4 separate regions of the Mus musculus genome follow, and all the other regions are linked to region 4. A link is a contact called in public promoter capture Hi-C data. All regions are on one chromosome and are shown on one strand. Each heading gives the region's core, a stretch centred on a gene start, on an enhancer-like site or on the middle of the called end of the contact. The rest is flanking DNA. Distances are from core to core; before and after follow the strand shown.

Region 1 (4,034 bases), core at 1,527-4,026, 1.3 Mb before region 4:
CTGTGTAGCCCTGGCTGTCCTGGAACTCACTCTCTAGACCAGGCTGGCCTTGAACTCAGAAATCCACCTGCCTCTGCCTCCCGAGTGCTGGGGTTAAAGTCATGTGCCACCACTGCTCGGCAAGCAGAAGAAGTCTTAAAGAACTTTTTAATGTCAGGCTGGGTTTTCTAGAACTCTTATGGGAAATTAGATTTGGAGATATTAATGCAAAGAACTTCCATGGCTTTTTTTTTTTTTTTTTAACGGAAGCATCTGAGAATCTCCTGTGGGTGGCGTACACTTTGACCACTCTGTCACTTAAACATTTCAAGGGTATTTTCTAAGGAAGATGATGTTCCCCTACTATAATCCAATTCAGGAACGTGACTAATATGTTGTCATCCACTGAGCAGCTTCCTTTGCTTCTCCAGTCACCTGCACTGACACTCTGCAGGGCACCCAGCCTCTCTTGTTGCGTTGTGGGGCAATACTTCTGGATTTCCCTTCTGGAAGAGACTCACCCTTTGTTTTTGGTGGTCTAGGCATCTTAATGATGACCGAACAACTCACTTGCTCTGGATGGCTTGCTTGAGGTTGTCTGGTCAGTCTTCAAGATTAAATTCAGGTTTTGTACTTGTGTCAAACCTGCACAGCTCCAGGCTGCAGTGTGTCAGCAGGTGCATGCTGCCATTTTTGTCTTGTCACCAGTCATAGTAACTTAGATGTCCTGGTTAAGGAGGGGGCTTGCTAGTTTCCAGTACAGAGCTAATTTTTCTCTTTATTCATTGTAGATTGAAATTTTGTAAATACTCCTTTTCTCAGCATACTCTCGACCAGTAGTTAATTAAGACTACCCGCAAATTCCCCTCAGATTTGGTAAAGGGGAAAGGAGAAACCATTTTGAAGTAATAAATCAAGAGACCCACGTTATTGTAGCAATGAGGCTTGCTTTCTGTCTTACTTTTTCTGTACTTTAGTTCATAGTGCTGTTCCACAGTTTGTGAGAATCAGGTTTTAAGAAATAAAATAGAAGGGCATGCAGTGGGAATTGCTGATTGAAGATCTTTGCAAGCACTGGTAGTAGAATCTTGTGCCGTCCAGGTTATGAAATTCCCTAGTCTCACACACTGTGGAGGGAAGTGACTGAAGTGGACCAAACCAGTTCTACTGAGGCTGTTTTATGGCAGTGAGGTTGGAGGATCAGGGGGTCTTCTTGTCATTGGCTGCATCCTTGGACCCTGAGATGTACTCGCTGGTTTCATAGGCAGCCTGTGACATACACGCACATCTCCTAACCATCCCAGGAGTGCGCCCAGCTCAAACAGGTTCAGATTCTTGCAGAGGCATGATCTGAGACGATGAAGACAGGTTGAAAACTGTGAGCTCGGAAGCTGCTTGGGAAACTCTGGAAGCTGGGAATGAAAAACGAGAGTCCAGGCGTGGTGGCACTCACCTCTAATCCCAGGTGGATGCCTGGGAGTTCAAGGTCTGCCCTGATCTTCACCGAGTTCCAGGTCAACCAGGGCTACATAGTAATGCCCTGTCTTAAAGAAGGCAGCTGTAGAGAAACGTCAGAGTTGCGGCAGGGCTCCCTGATATGTGGTGTCTTTCCTTGTTCAAAAGAGTGGTGTTTTTATTCTGTGTCTTCCAAGGCTTACCTCTTCTCTTCTCTCCTCTTTCTTTTTCTCTTTTTCTTAAAAAAGAAAAACAAAATAGGTTCATTGTTTCTACTGTAATAATTCTGATTTCTTCTCTGCCCTCTAGCACCAGCAGACATTTTTGAATCAGCTGAGAGAAATTACTGGGATTAATGACGCCCAGATACTCCAACAAGCCCTGAAGGTATGGCCTTAGCTTACAGCTTACATCTGCGGCGTACTTTTCTCTCTCTTGTGTACTGTATTAGTTAAACCATATATTTGTAGAGACGGGAAAGCAGTCTCTTATAAAGCGAGAGCCTCATTTTGTGTGTTGCAATTGTAAACAAGTAATTCCTGCTACCTTGGAGTGGTGTGTAGCCCCTCTATAGCAGATACTTTTTCTGCAGAATGGTAGGGCATAATTTCAGTGCTCATGAATAATGTTTTTCAACCATGATTTAGTATATGACTGCGGTTCAGTGTATGGGTTAAAATACAATGTGAAGAAGGAACACAAATTAGAGAAGCAATAGGGCCCACAGCTTACCTCTTTTTCTTTCTGAGACTGAGAAATATATATTGCTTTCACCTATCATGTTGCTCATGATAACTTCATTTAGTTAAGCATGCTGTAAGGATATTCCACCTCAAATTTCAGTAGCGTGTGCATCAAAGCCAACGTGCCATTTGGTTGTATCCTAGATACACTCTCATTTCCTTATGGAGCTGCTCAGATGAGTCAAATCCCGTGGCTAGCTCACAGGGAGAAGGATGAAGCCAATGAAGTGTATGCTTGAAATAGAACTGTAGTTTGAGCTCATTTGTATGGAACATTTTTATCACCTTAGTCACAGGCATAGATGGGAGCCTTTGTAACTCATCGATGAGAGAAAAAGTCAAAACGGTCCCTGATTCTGAGCTAGAGAGCTTTAATTTCCAGAGATAGTTTACGATTTTAAAGTTTTTGATGGTTATGAGCAAATATCACCAATGATAGCAACAACCTGCGTTTCAGTTCCTCATGTGGGTTTGTTCATTTAGTCTTATATTTCCAAGAGATAAATACTTCCATTTCCCCACTTTGAAAATGACGAAACCTAAACCGTTAAGTAACCCACTCCAAATCACACAGCGGCGTGTGGAGAGGCTGGAAACAGGAGCTACAGCAGCCATCGGCCGGTGCCTGACTAAGGCTGTGTCTGCTGCTCTGGTGGGAGCTGCTGCTTTGTCCTGTTTGCCAGAAGGATGCTGGCAGGAGTTTATACAGAGCTGTGCATCTTGTCATTGGAGGAAGCAGCACTGTGCAGTCCCTCAGTTCTTAGGAGCACGTCTTTCTTTCATTCTGATAAATACCTGACCAACCCACTCCTTTCCCAGGAGATCACCGAGGATGGAGGGTGGAGGGTGAGGGTGAGGGTGTAGCCCATCACTTGGCTATGTGCATTTGGAGGAGACCCCCTCCCTGTTTTACATTTGAGAAATATAGATCAATTAAGTCTTGTCCACATTCCTTAAGTGTAAGCGGTTTTTCTTCTTCACAAACTTACATTTCAAGTTAGGTGATAGAGTAAATAGGACATTTAAACCCCAACTGATAGCCTTTCTGATTTCTCAAGGGATTTAGTAATGAATTGATTCTCTTACCAAGAAGTCCCTTGTGTTGGGAACCACAGCTACTGACTTCATCACTGTAAGCTGAACATGCTACTAGCTACTTCCCTTAACCCTGCCCAAATACCTGACAAGTGGAACTTGGGATGGCTGGAGAAGTGGCTCAAGGCGATGAGCATTGGCTGCTCTTGCATAGGACTGCATTTTGGTTCCTAACACATTATTGGCTTTCTCCATCTCTACTGGGTCAGATCTCCTCTTCTGGCCTCTGCAGGCACTGCACTCCTGTACACATAAACACACATACACAGACACACACAGACACACACACACACACACACACACATAGCTTTTAAAAAGCCAAGAGAGGAGGGTGGATTCGTTTCGGCTCAGTTTCGGCTCAGTTTACGAGTGCTGTCTCGTGGTGGGGATTCACAGTGGCAGGAGCGTGAGGGTGCCTGCTCACACCTCAGCAGACCTGAAAGCAGAGCTGGGAGACCCTCCCCGTCCACACTTCCCTGAGTTTACACAGCCTGACTCCTGAGAAAGTCACTCAGCCTCCCCAATGTTGCCATCAGCTGGGTACTGGTCTTCCAACTCAGGAGCCTGTGAATTACATTTTAGATCCAAACCATAACAAGAATCTATACTTAGTTATACAGGCTGAATAGCCACCAGGTTGTAAAATCCCTGCTGTGTTTGGGTTGAAGCACTTAGCAGGTTTCTTGACACACAGTAAATACTTCCTCAGTCTTCACTGCAGTTCCTTTGGTGAGCAGTGTACTTGCCTGACAGTGGCCTCTC
Region 2 (4,087 bases), core at 520-3,019, 1.0 Mb before region 4:
GTGCCCTTGTTGACTCTTAAATTAGCTGTTCATCTTGAATAAAGCGATTGAGAAAACTCTGAATGTACAACACGGGGTATTGGGGTAGTGATGAAGTGTAGCAACCTCGGTGGCCTTGGGAACCTTCAAGCACTAACTAGGTTAGTCGCTAACTAGGTTGGTCATTTTCCCATGTCTATTTTTCAATGTCTATTTTTTAGTGATGCTCACTTTCAGTATACAAAACAGGCATGAGGGAGTCACAGAAAGATCTCAAACATGTTTTATTTATTTATTTATTTTTTGTTTTCTAAAACTTATTCAGAGGCGATATACAGACCAATCAATGACGCATATTTCACATTTGAGAAAGTGGAAACCCCAGTTTCTGCACTCAGTCTCACCCAGAGCTAACTTTACCACTTATATTCTCTGTTTCTGTACTTTCAAAAAGTCTGCTCTACCTATTAGAAAGCATTATTTAGCTGCTAATCTTATAATTTGTTCATTTTAATTTGTCTATGTTTTGTTTTATATCAGATAACAGCTGATTAAAGCTAATTCAGTTTTGCTAATTCGAAGATGGTCGAGGCAGATGAAAGATCAGCATCTAAAGGAATTTCCCAGGCAGGCCTCGCATGCCTGTGCAGTTACTTAGTAAATAGGGTGAAGGATGGAGTGTTGGGCATCTATCTCTATCTCTGAGTGACAGCTACTGGGAGAGGGAGGGTGTCTAATCTAATCACTGTAGAAACATGAGCATTTTAATTTGGTTGGATCATTCAAAGAAAGGGTTTGCTTTGAAGTACAATTACTTGATACTTCCTTGTCACAAATTTGATAATGATACCTATCCTTGTAAAGTGTTTTTGAAGACTACGAAGATGTAATGCATAAAACGCAGATAGAGTTTTGCAATATTACATTTTTTTTTCTTAGCACGTCATAGCTTTTCTTATGAATTCCCAGTTAAAAATGTACTAAAATGAAGAAGCGCTTTTTCGGAACTGGAGGAAATTGTAACTAATATAGTTCTGAAAATAAGAGAATTCGTGAAGTTAATTTTGCATGGAATCTCACCCGGGGTTAGCAGGCTAGGCTGTATCCTCAAAGTGAGGTCAGTTCCTTAGCTACGGAGAACTTTGTCGATAGTTGCATCAAAATTAATTAATTAAAATTAATTTTACATTAAAATTCTTTAAAAGTCTCAAGGAAAACCATACTACTGCCTATGCTTAGCCATGTGATACAAGGGATATGTATGCTGGTAATCATGTGAGTGTCTACATGAGCTCTTTTGTCATTTCCACATCTGCAGGCACATAATATAAAGAAAACATGTTACTATTCTGTCCTGAACGCTGTTTGATTTAATGTGAAAAAGTATTGTTTTAAATTCACTGAGTCAAGCAATACCTACTCAGAAAGAACACTAGGGGGTTACCTTCGGTTTACTTTACATCTTTAGCACATTTACTATTAAAAAATATTTCTAGAATGCAGTGTCTGCTCGGCTTAGGTTATCTAAGCTGTAATAAGTAGCCTTGGGACCCCTGAAGGCACACCCCACACACTTATGCTGTGTGACCTCGGGTCACAAGTAATGGCTGCAAGCTAATTGATTGAGAAAGGCTTGTCTGGCAGGGCCCCTTTTGCGTCCTGCCTGTACATTCCGAAGTTCTGTGAAAAGAGGCACTAGCGCTCAGCCACGCAAGGCAGGAAAACAGAGGAAGTTTTCGCATTCTGACTGCAGCCTGAGTTCCCCGGAGCAAGGCTGCTTCTCTCCACCCACTCCTCACCAAGAACTCCTGAACTTGAGAGTGGACGACTTCAAAGCTAGCTCTCACAGACTCACCTGGAAAAGAGTTCAGCTGCGCGTTCATTGAACCGAGAGGCCAGATCACCTATGTGAGGCGGTGGGAACCATATGGAGATTTATATTAGAACTTCAGCAAAGTGCACAGCTGCAGCCGGCAGAAGCCAGCTCTCGGGCTGACAGGCAAATGAACCAGATCGTGGACGGGGCCTCTGGGTGGCAGCTCCGGCCTTTTGGTTGTTGGACAACTATAGTCAGAACTGAAATGGAACAGGGGCAGGAGAAATAACACACTTTTACTCCACGCAACTGTTGCTTTCACATGGTGAGTGCAGATTTAAGATGTTGCTCAAATATTCTTTCTGGGTTGTAATACAAGTTAAGAAATCTGCTCTGCTTTTTGGGGGGTGGGGGGAGAAACAAGCCATCAAGAATACTTAGAAATTCCGAAGCTCTGTGGCTTTGTCTCTGCTTCATTTCACGTGATACTTGCAATCTGAGAGAAAAAAAAAAAACTCGTAGCGTCCAGTCTGTTCTTTCTCTTCCAGATTTTCTTTTGTTTAAGTCCTGCTTTTCTGCAACCAGAGTCAATATTGATTTAGGCAAATCAAATGTGGCTGGGATGAGGAAGAAGGGGGAGTCAGGATATGTGTAAACATTGCATTTAGTCCAACTTCTGTGTCACTGGGCGCTGGCTTCATGATTTGGTGCCTTATCTCAGGAATAAGTCCTATGGAAAGAGCTTTGCATTCCTGGCCAGGAGAAGGGTCAGGGCCCGTGTTTAGCAGCCAGCCAGCCAGCCAGTGAGAATTGCTGTTGCTCCCTCTTATTTTTAATATAAAATAGTTAAGAAAGTACATCTTCATGCATTGAAAACTAAGTGTGCTTTGATTTCCCAAGTCCCTTCCCAGTGGTTTATGTGTCTTATCCCTGGGAAGGATTCTTTAAAAGTCCTTGAGCAACAGCGTGCAAACTTCTTTTGTTCCTGCTGATCCTGTTTGCTCACGTTGTGTGCTATCGACTTTGCACACATTTCTTTTTGAAGAATCATGTTGCAGTAATGCAGAGCAGTTTTTGTTTGTTTGTTTGTTTGTTTGTTTCAGTGCAAATACCTTAGAAGTTAGTAAGGTCATGTTTTCTAAAATAAAACCAACCAAGCTCAACGAAAAACCTTACAGTATAAGTTGAGAATAATTCCTTGTTTAAACGTAACTAAGTCCTGTTTTAACTATGTTTTGTTGTTGTTCAAAGAAAATCTTAGCTTGCCAGCATGTCCAGGAATGTGAGCCGAGGCGACCTATTTTTCTTATTCCAACCTCTCATGTTCATAATCACATTTATAGTAAGTGCTAAAATATACTTTCTGATGTTCACCTCATTAGAAAAATCAGTTTTTGCTACCATAATATTTGCAATTGATGTTATCAAAAAATATGGAGGATCTTTATGGTCCATTTGTTGATTTGATGAAGTTTTAGGTCTACTTCAGCATCGTTTAAACATTTTCCAAAGCAGAGAGACAATTCAGTTTTGTCTACTTGTTTAAAGCACAGAACTTACATGGGGGACAGACTCCTTTTATCTGGAATCTTCTGTTTGTTAAAGTAAATTAATAAACCAAACAAAAAACCAAACAAAAGGCAGCCAGTGAGAAGCTGCAGATTTGTAGTGAAAGGGAAGGGGACTTTAAGGGTGTCGGAATGTGATTCCATTTCCGAGGTAATTTTGTAGCATTTCTTAGCTGCCTTTGCAAACTTTATGGAAACCTGTTAACCGCTGGCAGCCCTGAGCCCTAGGTTTGCATTTTGAACGGAGATTATGCACAGGAAAGACAAGTTCGTCCTGTCATGTGACCTGAGCTGCCTTATCAAAGCAAAATATGGCAGCCGCATTCTTTCCTGAGAGAACGAAGTTCATTATGTCCTTGCCACCTGTTACGTTCACTCTTTGTCCTTGTGGCCACACAGTTCCTGCTTGTTCCTGCTGCCAGAAAGGGATTTTCCTTTTAAGAGAGAAAACCAATGATTTTTTTTTTTCATTTACATGTTTTGAAAAATTGTGTTCTTTCCCCACAAAGCACCCGGAATATATTTCATAAGGCCTTTTGTTAAGTTGATGTGAATAGCAAGAAAATGTGTGTATTGTTTTGAAAGCCTTGTACGTCTCCTGATAAATAAAGCAAAGGTGTAGCTAAGGATTTATGAAAAAGATGGACCTTCTGAAGATTATGATTGAGGAAAAAAATGCATTCCTTATTATTTCCTCCAAACCAATTAAAAAACTAGAAGTACA
Region 3 (4,406 bases), core at 1,592-4,091, 1.1 Mb before region 4:
CACACACACACACACACACACACAAACACACACACACACACTCCCTAAATCCCCAAATATATTCTTTGCATTACCGCAATTGAAATTTTTTGATTATCTATATTTGTACATAAAATTATTAGCAATTATGACTTCCTTTACTTTCCTTAATGCATTATCAGATCAAACAATTGAAATGAGTAGGCAGATGAACTATATGGTCTTGAAAAATAAAACCAGCCATAGCTGTACATATATGTGTTATATGTATGTGTATATGTCAATGTGTACATGTATGTGAATGCATACAGGCAGGTATATGCTTATGTGTGTATAAGAGCAGGACCAAGATAAATAGGGTTAAGATTATATAATTGAACTTAATTTTTATATATTAATTCACAGAATTTTTTCAAATATTTAGGGAAACTCTATTTTAATAGGAAAATCATCAAGACAAATGCAAGAAGGTACCTAATTTTTTTTTCTTTTGTCTTCAACCTACCTAGCAAATAACAAATTTATACCTTTGCTTTCAGGCCTTATTACTTCAAAGCATGCACATACCAGTTCAGAGATAAAATGTTATATTTTCTTGTATTATCAGTGTTGTTTATGCTTGAGCCTTTTGATCTCTCAGTCTTATTAGTCTTTGAGTTTCTCCTTCCTTCTTATGCTAACTGCATTTTGGGAAGTATAAATAGGAAGACCCATGCTTTTCTTTTAAGATAATTCTAGCACTTAGTAAATGCTATATTAAAATCCAATATTCCAAAAGCTACTTAATTCCATATTTCATAGAAAGTTTCCAAATATTACAAAAGAGGATCATAAAATAAATATTAATGGAACGCGGCATGGTCTGTTCTCCACTATGTATAATAAATAGTACATTATTCATGTGGGTATAAATGAAGTACTGTGTTTTTTGAACACCCACTCTAATGATGAATTCCATACTCAAATACAGAACTATCAGCAGAAAAGCAAACACTCCAATCAATTCAGGTAAACATTGGTGAAATACTACCTGAAAAAATAGTATTTCAGTTATCATTCTTACTGGGAAAACAAAGTAAAATAAGCACGAAATGTAGGAAAATATCTTTCTGCCAGTATCCTCAACCAGTGAACACTTCTGTAAGCTGGATCCTGTCTTTTCTTCCTCTGTCGTAGAATCACTCACTGGTCATACTGCCATTCTGTTTATGAATATGTAAATATAACGTGCACAGAAATAATAGCAGTTTGCCCAGAGACCAGGCTATAGTATACTGATTTTGTATACTCACAGAATATTTAATTTTTTAAGCAGTCAAATTAGTGCTGCAAGATATACCCTAGTTCCGTGATATGGAAATGCGCAAATGGAGCTTAGGCAGATGCCCACGACAATTGAACTGCAAATAAATGAACATCTAAGCCTAACCGTGGAGAGACATGTACATTATTTAGCTTCTTACTCTGATGCTTAGTGATACAGAGGAAGTCTTTAGGTCCTTAATTACCTTTTATTTGCTGACTAGATTCTACCTCCACAGCTCACACCAATAAATAACTAGACTAATGTTTAAATCATGCACACACAACACACACACACACACACACACACACACACACACACACACACACACCACATACTTTTCCTTTGAAGCAGAAAATGATGTCTATATTCACCCAAGTGTTGTGGAGGAAGCATTAAGCTTTGGGAAGGAAATAATCGGTGGATTTTTATTCCTGAAGTAAGCAAGCATGTTCGTGCATATTCTTTCTGCATACATGCCTATGCGTCACTCAGTGCAAGCGGTGCCCCTGCAGCTTTTGCGCAGTAATTAGATTGGTGTAATCACAGTGGAATGAAGACAGCCACACTGATAATTTCACAGTGAATATTAAAGACATATGTGCCTTCCAGTGTACAATAAATGAACCTGAACTGCTGTCAGGGTCTAGGAGGACAGTGTGGCCAATGCACCTATTGTGTCCCTGCTGCAGAAAGGAGCCTGCCGATTGGCTACTGTCTGCAGCACATAGCACTGGCTTGTTATAAAGGACTTGTCTAGGGGAGAGCCTGTAGGTACTCCATTGTCTGGTAAAGTTCATATGACTGCATTATTTTGCAAGGGGGGTGGTGGAGGTGGTGGTGGAGGGAGAGCTTAGAGGGGGTATCAGCTCAACTGTAAAAGCTATACAGATTCTCTCTCTCTCTCTCTCTCTCTCTCTCTCTCTCTCTCTCTCTCTCTCTCTCTCTGTCCTTCCTCTCTCTCTCTCTCCCCCTCTCCCTCTCTCCCTCTCCATAGATCATCTCTGCTTCATGCCCTGTCTCATTTCGCATAGCTAAAAAAAAAAGAATGCTAATTAAGATCCCATGTCTTAACCTGAAAATAATGACTCGGCTGTAATTAGAAATCTGCTGAGAGTTTAAAATTCTAGTAGGGGACCAAAAGCATCAGTTATGGTGATTAGGAAGAAAATGAAGAAGTATGTTTCTGTAATCAAGGTAAACATGGGAAAAGGGGGATTCCCTCATCTTTTTTTTTTATCCAATTTTAACCAATAGTATTCTGCTGCAGATGAGAAGATACTGTGTTTCAAAAACGATTTTAACCATCAAATTGAAAGAACACAAATCAGTAGCAATAGAAGCCTTAATCCTCCTTAGGATGCAATTCAGATGAAAGACCTGCTTTTATTTTTCTTTTTTGTATGTGTGTGTTATAGACGGATCTGAGAACGCTGTCTGGGCTTCGTGCCAAGGGCTGGTATTCACACAGCAACGACGGCCTCACAGAAGAGCTGTGGGAAGCAGGAGGGCGAGCCTCTCTTAGGGTGCCACTACTATGGAGACACAGCTGGGCTGAACAAGATTTGCTTCAAACGACAACAAGAGAGACAGAAAGTATCTGATTCAACCGCTGCCCAAGCAGGCAGGCACCAGAAGAGCTAGCAGCCAATCCGGCCATGCTCGAAGCCAGTCCTGCAGCTCAGCCAATCAGTGACATCATTGGTGAGAAACTCATTTACATCATGCAGTAATGAACTTTGTTTAACATAGCCTTCCCCCTTTTCCTATTACCCTCCCCTCCCCCAGATTAGTCCTTCCATTAATTATTCTGGTGGCATAATTTAAATCGCTATGTGAAAATGTGGCTACATTCTTCCTGGTAGCTCTTACCCAGTCTCCAACTGATGTCTGCAGTAACAGAAGTGGTTCTAAGTACAATGCTATTTTGCTTGGTTGGGTCTTGCATATATTATCTTCTCCTTCTTAAAAAGAAAAAAAAAAACTCTCAGAAAAAAAATCCCAAACTTTTGTTTATTAGATGCCCCCTCTCAATGAAATACGTGTTTTCTCCAAGTTGCTGTACAATGTAATAGGGAATGGGGGGGGGGTATGCTGCCATGGACGTTGTGATTTTTTTTCCAAGCAATCTGCATCTTGGAGGTCCCTTTCACGTTTTTAGATTTTATGTTGTAGTGGCCATTTTACATACAGTGCTTTCTCCAAGAAAAAGCTCTATGTACATCTGTCAAATGGAGGAAAGTTCTCTCTTGTTTTATTCTGTCCTTCACTGCTCTCAGCCAACATGTCATCTTATTAATGAATAGAACTGAGGTCATTTCTGAACAAATCTCTCCCTTCCCATCGCAGCACAATGCACCTGATTTGCATCCATTTACTAGAAATACTGAATACAAGAACCAGCTTGAAAAGAAGTGCAGGGAACAGCTTACATATTATTTCAGAATATGACAGGGACATTTGTTTCTCAGGAGGCATAATATGTAACAGCTGCTTTAATGTTTCTCTGAAAATGCCTGCTCTCCATTTATAGTTCAATACCTCCAGTGAATTTATGGGATCATTATATAACCAGAGTTGAGCAAATGAAATCATAGTCACGAAGGAATTCATTTATCTACGGAAAGACATTTGGAAGTACAATGTTGTCTCGCACATTTGTGTTTTGTTGGTCAGGATAACACACTTTGTTCGATAGATGGCTTAAAAAGTCTGAAACATGTGGTCTGAGAAGATTTCTATTTGCTTTACAGATGCCCAAAGACTGAAACTGGGACAGACTTTAGTGTGATTTCTCTTAATTCATATATTCCATGCGTTGTTGCCATGAAAAGCATGTGGTTGTCTAGAACTGATAGCCAAAGTCCATTGTCTATTTTCTATTAAAGGAATGCTTTGGATATAATTATTCAAAGACATGGAATTTTAAAATACACCAACAAAGGTGTCATAACTGTGCACGGTTTTTTAAAAGAAGCTTAGCGAGCACAATGATAGGCATAGCCACACGAAGGGTTTAGACAAGAAGCCCATGGCCCTTTTAATTCATGAGGCATTCCGTCATCCCGTCATCTGTATTCAGGGGGCGACTGTCCTGAATCAGTCATGAGCTCCCCTGCTGCAG
Region 4 (4,199 bases), core at 226-2,725:
CTTCAGTCTACTACAACTGCTGTGCCACCTCCCTCCTCCTGCAGTGTGAGGCCTCTTCCGCTCTCCGAAGCTTCCTTTATACTTCATGTATAGCACCTTGTGATGGACCAGCAAAACCCACTGAAACTGAATACACAACTTGGGCGAGGATGTCGCAGATGGAGCCGCATACGCTCCACTCCAAACAAGATAGAAGACTCACACTAGAGAAATGTAATGATTCCTAGACCCCTCTCATTCACCAACTGGGCCAGTACGTGCTACCTAACAGTTTGGGGGATTTGCTTTTTGTTTCCTCAACTTCATATTAAAAAAAATAAATAAATAAAATAAAATTAAGGAAGGAAAGAACCACTTAGCGGTTGCTTTTTGGTTTGTAACAGAAGATGAGTCATACGGACTTATTTATTTTTCTGTTTGAAGGAATGGAATAGCTTAAGAATTAACCCCCTCTTATCAGTGTTCCAGAAGTACCAAAGGCACAGAGAAAGGTCTAAACCTCGGGGGAGGGTGTGTGGGGGGTGTGAATACCACCGGGGACCGGGGGTGGGGGATTAGACCTTAGGCGCCTAGTGCCACCCACACTGTCCCCCAAAGCTCCCATTTTAAACACCGCTTGGTGACGTCACCCCAGGACGTCGTCACCGCGGCGGCTGCTCCTCAAGTTCTACTTTGTTCCACGAGCTCGGCCTTCTAGGAGTTTCTAACTTTGCAGTCTCCCCACCCCCCACCCCCCCCAACCCCTCCCCAGTAACGAAAAAGCCACTCGCAGTTTCTAGAAACCACAACTTCTCCAGGTGGACGCTGCCGAGGTGGAGGGGACGGCAAGCGTGGTCGCGCCGAGAGGCCCTGACCGCCCCGGGCGGCTTTGGCCAGCGGGATCCAGATGCAGCCGGATCGGGCTCCCCTCCCAGCCCGGCGCGGGTGGAGAGAGCCCCCCACGCGCTCCGAGTGGACGGCCTGCGCGCCGCGTCTAACCTGTGCAAACAAACCGGCTTGCCCCTGCCCGCCCGCTGTCGCCTCCCCGGGGGCGGCAGGCGACGTGGCACGCGCCGGAGGAGGCGTCCCAACCCCACCGAGGACCCGCCGCCGCTCCCCTCCGCGCCGCGCATCCCTCGGCCGCTCCGCTTTCGACGTGGCGGCGGGCGCGTCCCAACCTCCCTCCGCCGCGATGCCCGGGGGTCCCCGCCGCGTCCCCTTATGCCAGGCCTGCCCTCCTCACTGCCACCGCGTCCCCGACTCCGACCCCCGGCGGGCTCTCCTCACCGCCGCCGCCGCCGCTCCGGGGGCTGCACCCTCGCCGGGTGCGACCGCGTCCCGTGGCCGGGGAGCCGAGCGCGAGCGCCGCTGCTGCGTCGTCGGGCCGCCGCCGCCGCCGCTGAGCGCGCGCCGACCAGACTGGCGGGCGGCGGAGCGCGCGGCCGACAGGGCGAACGCAGTCCCGACGCGGCCCACGGGGGGCTCGAGGCCCGGAAGAAGGGAGGGGCGATGACTAGGAGAGGCCCGGCGCCGCGAAGAACCAATCCGCGCGCCCTGGGGGCGGGGCTTCCCTCGGGCCCGCCCCCCTCCACCGGTGCGCGTGGCCGGCTCCTGCCTCCGGCCGCGCGCAGAGCCTGGGCTCCGACGGCCGTGCTGGCACGAGGTCGCAGTGCCTCCTGCGCGAGCCCCGAGGGCCTTGCCTCCCTCAGTGGGGTGGGCAGGACGCTTCCTCTTGGCTCTTCGGCCACTCCTCCCCACGCGGGGCTCTCTCCCTTGGATCCGCCCGCCTCTCTGCTGCCTGAGGGCAAGTTCAATCCGGATTCTGCTTTGATGGGCTCTCCCCCTCCTACCCACCTCTGCACGAAGCGGCTGCGGAGGGGAGCTTGGCACTGAGGGCTTGCCAAGTCCCTCCGGTCGTGAGGTCACTAGCTGCCTCCCTGTACGTGAGATGGCTTGGGTAAAACTCTTACCTGGACACTTGGCTGGCAGAGCTCGTGCCTCCATGTGACCGTGGCAGCCTCCTGTTGAGTACGGGGTGTCTCTGCCAGCACTGATGGCCCAATGGATGAGTGGAGTGGCCAGGCTTTGTATTTCTCAGATACTTCTAACTCAAGGACTTGGGGGGGAGGGGTAGCTTTTAAGCCTTGACTAAACACATAAGAAGAGGGAAGATAAACTTTCCGAAGAAAGGCCCATCTTTCCGTCCCTTAGGCTGAACTGGCAGCTAGGTGTTAGTGTTGTGAAAGCAGCTGATAAGTCAGACAGGCCGGAAAAACACAAGACACTCATTAAAAGAGAATTTAAAAATGCAGATTACCATTGTTTTTTTTTTCATTACTTATTTTCTTCATTTACATTTCCAATGCTACCCCATAAGTCCCCCAAACCCTCCCTCCCCCCACTCCCACTTCTTGGCCCTGGTGTTCCCCTGTACAGAGGCATATAAAGTTTGCAAGACTCTTTCTCTTTCCAGTGATGGCCGACTAGGTCATCTTCTGCTACATATGCAGCTAGAGACCAGCTGAGGGGTGGGGGGTGGGGGGCTCCTGGTTAGTTCATATTGTTCCACCTATAGGGTTGCAGATCCCTTTAGCTCCTTGGGTACTTTCTCTAGCTCCTCCATTGGGAGCCCTGTGATCCATCCAATAGCTGACTGTGAGCCTCCACTTCTGTGTTTGCTAGGCCGGGGCATAGCCTCGCAAGAGACAGCTATATCAGGGTCCTTTCAGCAACATCTTCCTAGTGTATGCAATGGTGTCTGCGTTTGGAGGCTGATTATGGGATGGATCCCCGGGTATGGCAGTCTCTAGATGGTCCATCCTTTCGTCTCAGCTCCAAACTTTGTCTCTGTAACTCCTTCCATGGGTGTTTTGGTCCCAATTCTAAGAAAGAGCAAAGTGTCCACACTTTCGTCTTCGTTCTTCTTGAGTTTCATGTGTTTTGCAAATTGTATCTTGTATCTTGGGTATTCTAAGTTTCTGGGCTAATATCCACTTATCAGTGAGTACATATCATGTGAGTTCTTTTGTGATTGGGTTACCTCACTCAGGATGATGCCCTCCAGGTCCATCCATTTGCCTAGGAATTTCATAAATTCATTCCAAGAACTAATTGTTAAAGCTTTATTTAGACTATGTTGGTGATTATAGCCTTGTGAGCCTCAAAAATAATAATTTTTTACCAGAAGTATAAAACCCTCAAACCATTATAAAACTAGTGTGCTATGCCTCTATTTTGTGAGAAGCACTTCTACTATTGTGAAACTAAAGCTATTTCTCAATTTAAAGGGGGTGCTGTCATATACATCCGTGGGACTATTCCCGGAGATGTGCTTTCGTTTAAAACAAATAATCACATTGACGTTGTTTTACTGCTAACAGCTCTTAACTCTACAGTTTCACAAAATAGGTAGTTACAAACATTTTTAACTGCCAGGAAATTTCAAAATCTCATGACTAATGTTCTATGTAATTTTTTTCTTTGTTTGCTTTTTTTGAGATAGGGTTTCTCTGTGTAGCCCTGGCTGTGCTGGAATTCACTCTGTAGATCAGTCTGGCTTCGAAACTCATTGAGATCTGCCTGCCTCTGCTTCTCAATGCTGGGATTAAAAGCGTGTGCTGCCACCACACTGTGATGGCTCAGTGAATTAAGATGGCTCGCATGCCCAGTTAGGATCCCTGTGATAATAATTAATCATTATTAATCTATGGTTATATATAACACTGTGGTTCAGACAACAGTACCATAGCTAAAAAAACTAAACCAAAGGTGAAAACCCCTGAAATCTCACACATTCAGTAAGACTGCACAAATCTGAAACACCTCTGCCCTCTCTCATTTACTTTGCTCCCACATTGTAACTCCTTTCACGCTTTGCAAAACTTGTCCATGGAGGCTGTCAAGATGGCTCCGTGGTTAAGAGCAATTTTCCCTTTCTGACAGGAGAGGTAGTTCTTTGGCTTCTTCAACAGGACTCACCTATTTTCCAATTCATGACAGAGTCTGAGTTCTCTCAGTGAGTTTAGCCTACAGGTACATATCATGCATGCATACATACATATAAAGAAAGAGGGGAGAGAGGAGCTTTAAGAATTGGTGTGAGTGGTTATGGCACATGGAAATCTCAAGATCTATAAGGCCATCATCATTCTGGAAGTCATCAATAATTGAAATTAGCATTTGAGTCTGAAATTTATATCTAAGATTTCTATTTTAAGGCC

Evidence for each region. Promoter capture Hi-C pulls out the DNA fragments that hold promoters and counts their contacts.
Region 1: a contact with region 4 is called in a promoter capture Hi-C map of hippocampal neurons, with 5 times the contacts expected there. The contact joins the enhancer-like site here to the promoter of Btg3 in region 4. A contact is called at or near these places in 7 of 39 promoter capture datasets (the 3T3-L1 cell line, 3T3-L1-derived adipocytes, the C10 cell line and 3 more), 1 of 115 datasets of contacts at active chromatin or transcription factors (embryonic forebrain) and 1 of 9 other capture datasets (liver).
Region 2: a contact with region 4 is called in a promoter capture Hi-C map of the 3T3-L1 cell line, with 7 times the contacts expected there. The contact joins the promoter of Mir99ahg here to the promoter of Btg3 in region 4. A contact is called at or near these places in 2 of 39 promoter capture datasets (the 3T3-L1 cell line and liver).
Region 3: a contact with region 4 is called in a promoter capture Hi-C map of hippocampal neurons, with 5 times the contacts expected there. The contact joins the enhancer-like site here to the promoter of Btg3 in region 4. A contact is called at or near these places in 4 of 39 promoter capture datasets (the 3T3-L1 cell line, cranial neural crest, hippocampal neurons and 1 more) and 2 of 115 datasets of contacts at active chromatin or transcription factors (astrocytes and embryonic forebrain).

What each region holds. Positions count from the first base shown.
Region 1 is chr16:77,032,160-77,036,193 of GRCm38.p6, forward strand. Usp25 (ubiquitin specific peptidase 25) reads left to right here. Exons shown (of 24, transcript NM_013918.2): 2 at 1,744-1,821. Among named protein-coding and RNA genes, the nearest start is that of Usp25, 20 kb to the left of the region's middle. Within about 2 kb of position 2,777, at least 51 of the 459 cell types and tissues checked have an H3K27ac peak or open chromatin away from gene starts, as enhancers often do. A contact at or near this core is called in hippocampal neurons, where this site is marked.
Region 2 is chr16:77,327,559-77,331,645 of GRCm38.p6, forward strand. It overlaps Mir99ahg (Mir99a and Mirlet7c-1 host gene (non-protein coding)), which reads left to right and starts at 1,770. Exons shown (of 5, transcript NR_015543.3): 1 at 1,770-2,120.
Region 3 is chr16:77,234,265-77,238,670 of GRCm38.p6, forward strand. No RefSeq gene overlaps it. Among named protein-coding and RNA genes, the nearest start is that of Gm31258, 66 kb to the right of the region's middle. Within about 2 kb of position 2,842, at least 101 of the 459 cell types and tissues checked have an H3K27ac peak or open chromatin away from gene starts, as enhancers often do. A contact at or near this core is called in astrocytes, embryonic forebrain and hippocampal neurons, where this site is marked.
Region 4 is chr16:78,375,335-78,379,533 of GRCm38.p6, forward strand. Btg3 (BTG anti-proliferation factor 3) reads right to left here and starts at 1,476. Exons shown (of 5, transcript NM_009770.3): 1 at 1,267-1,476.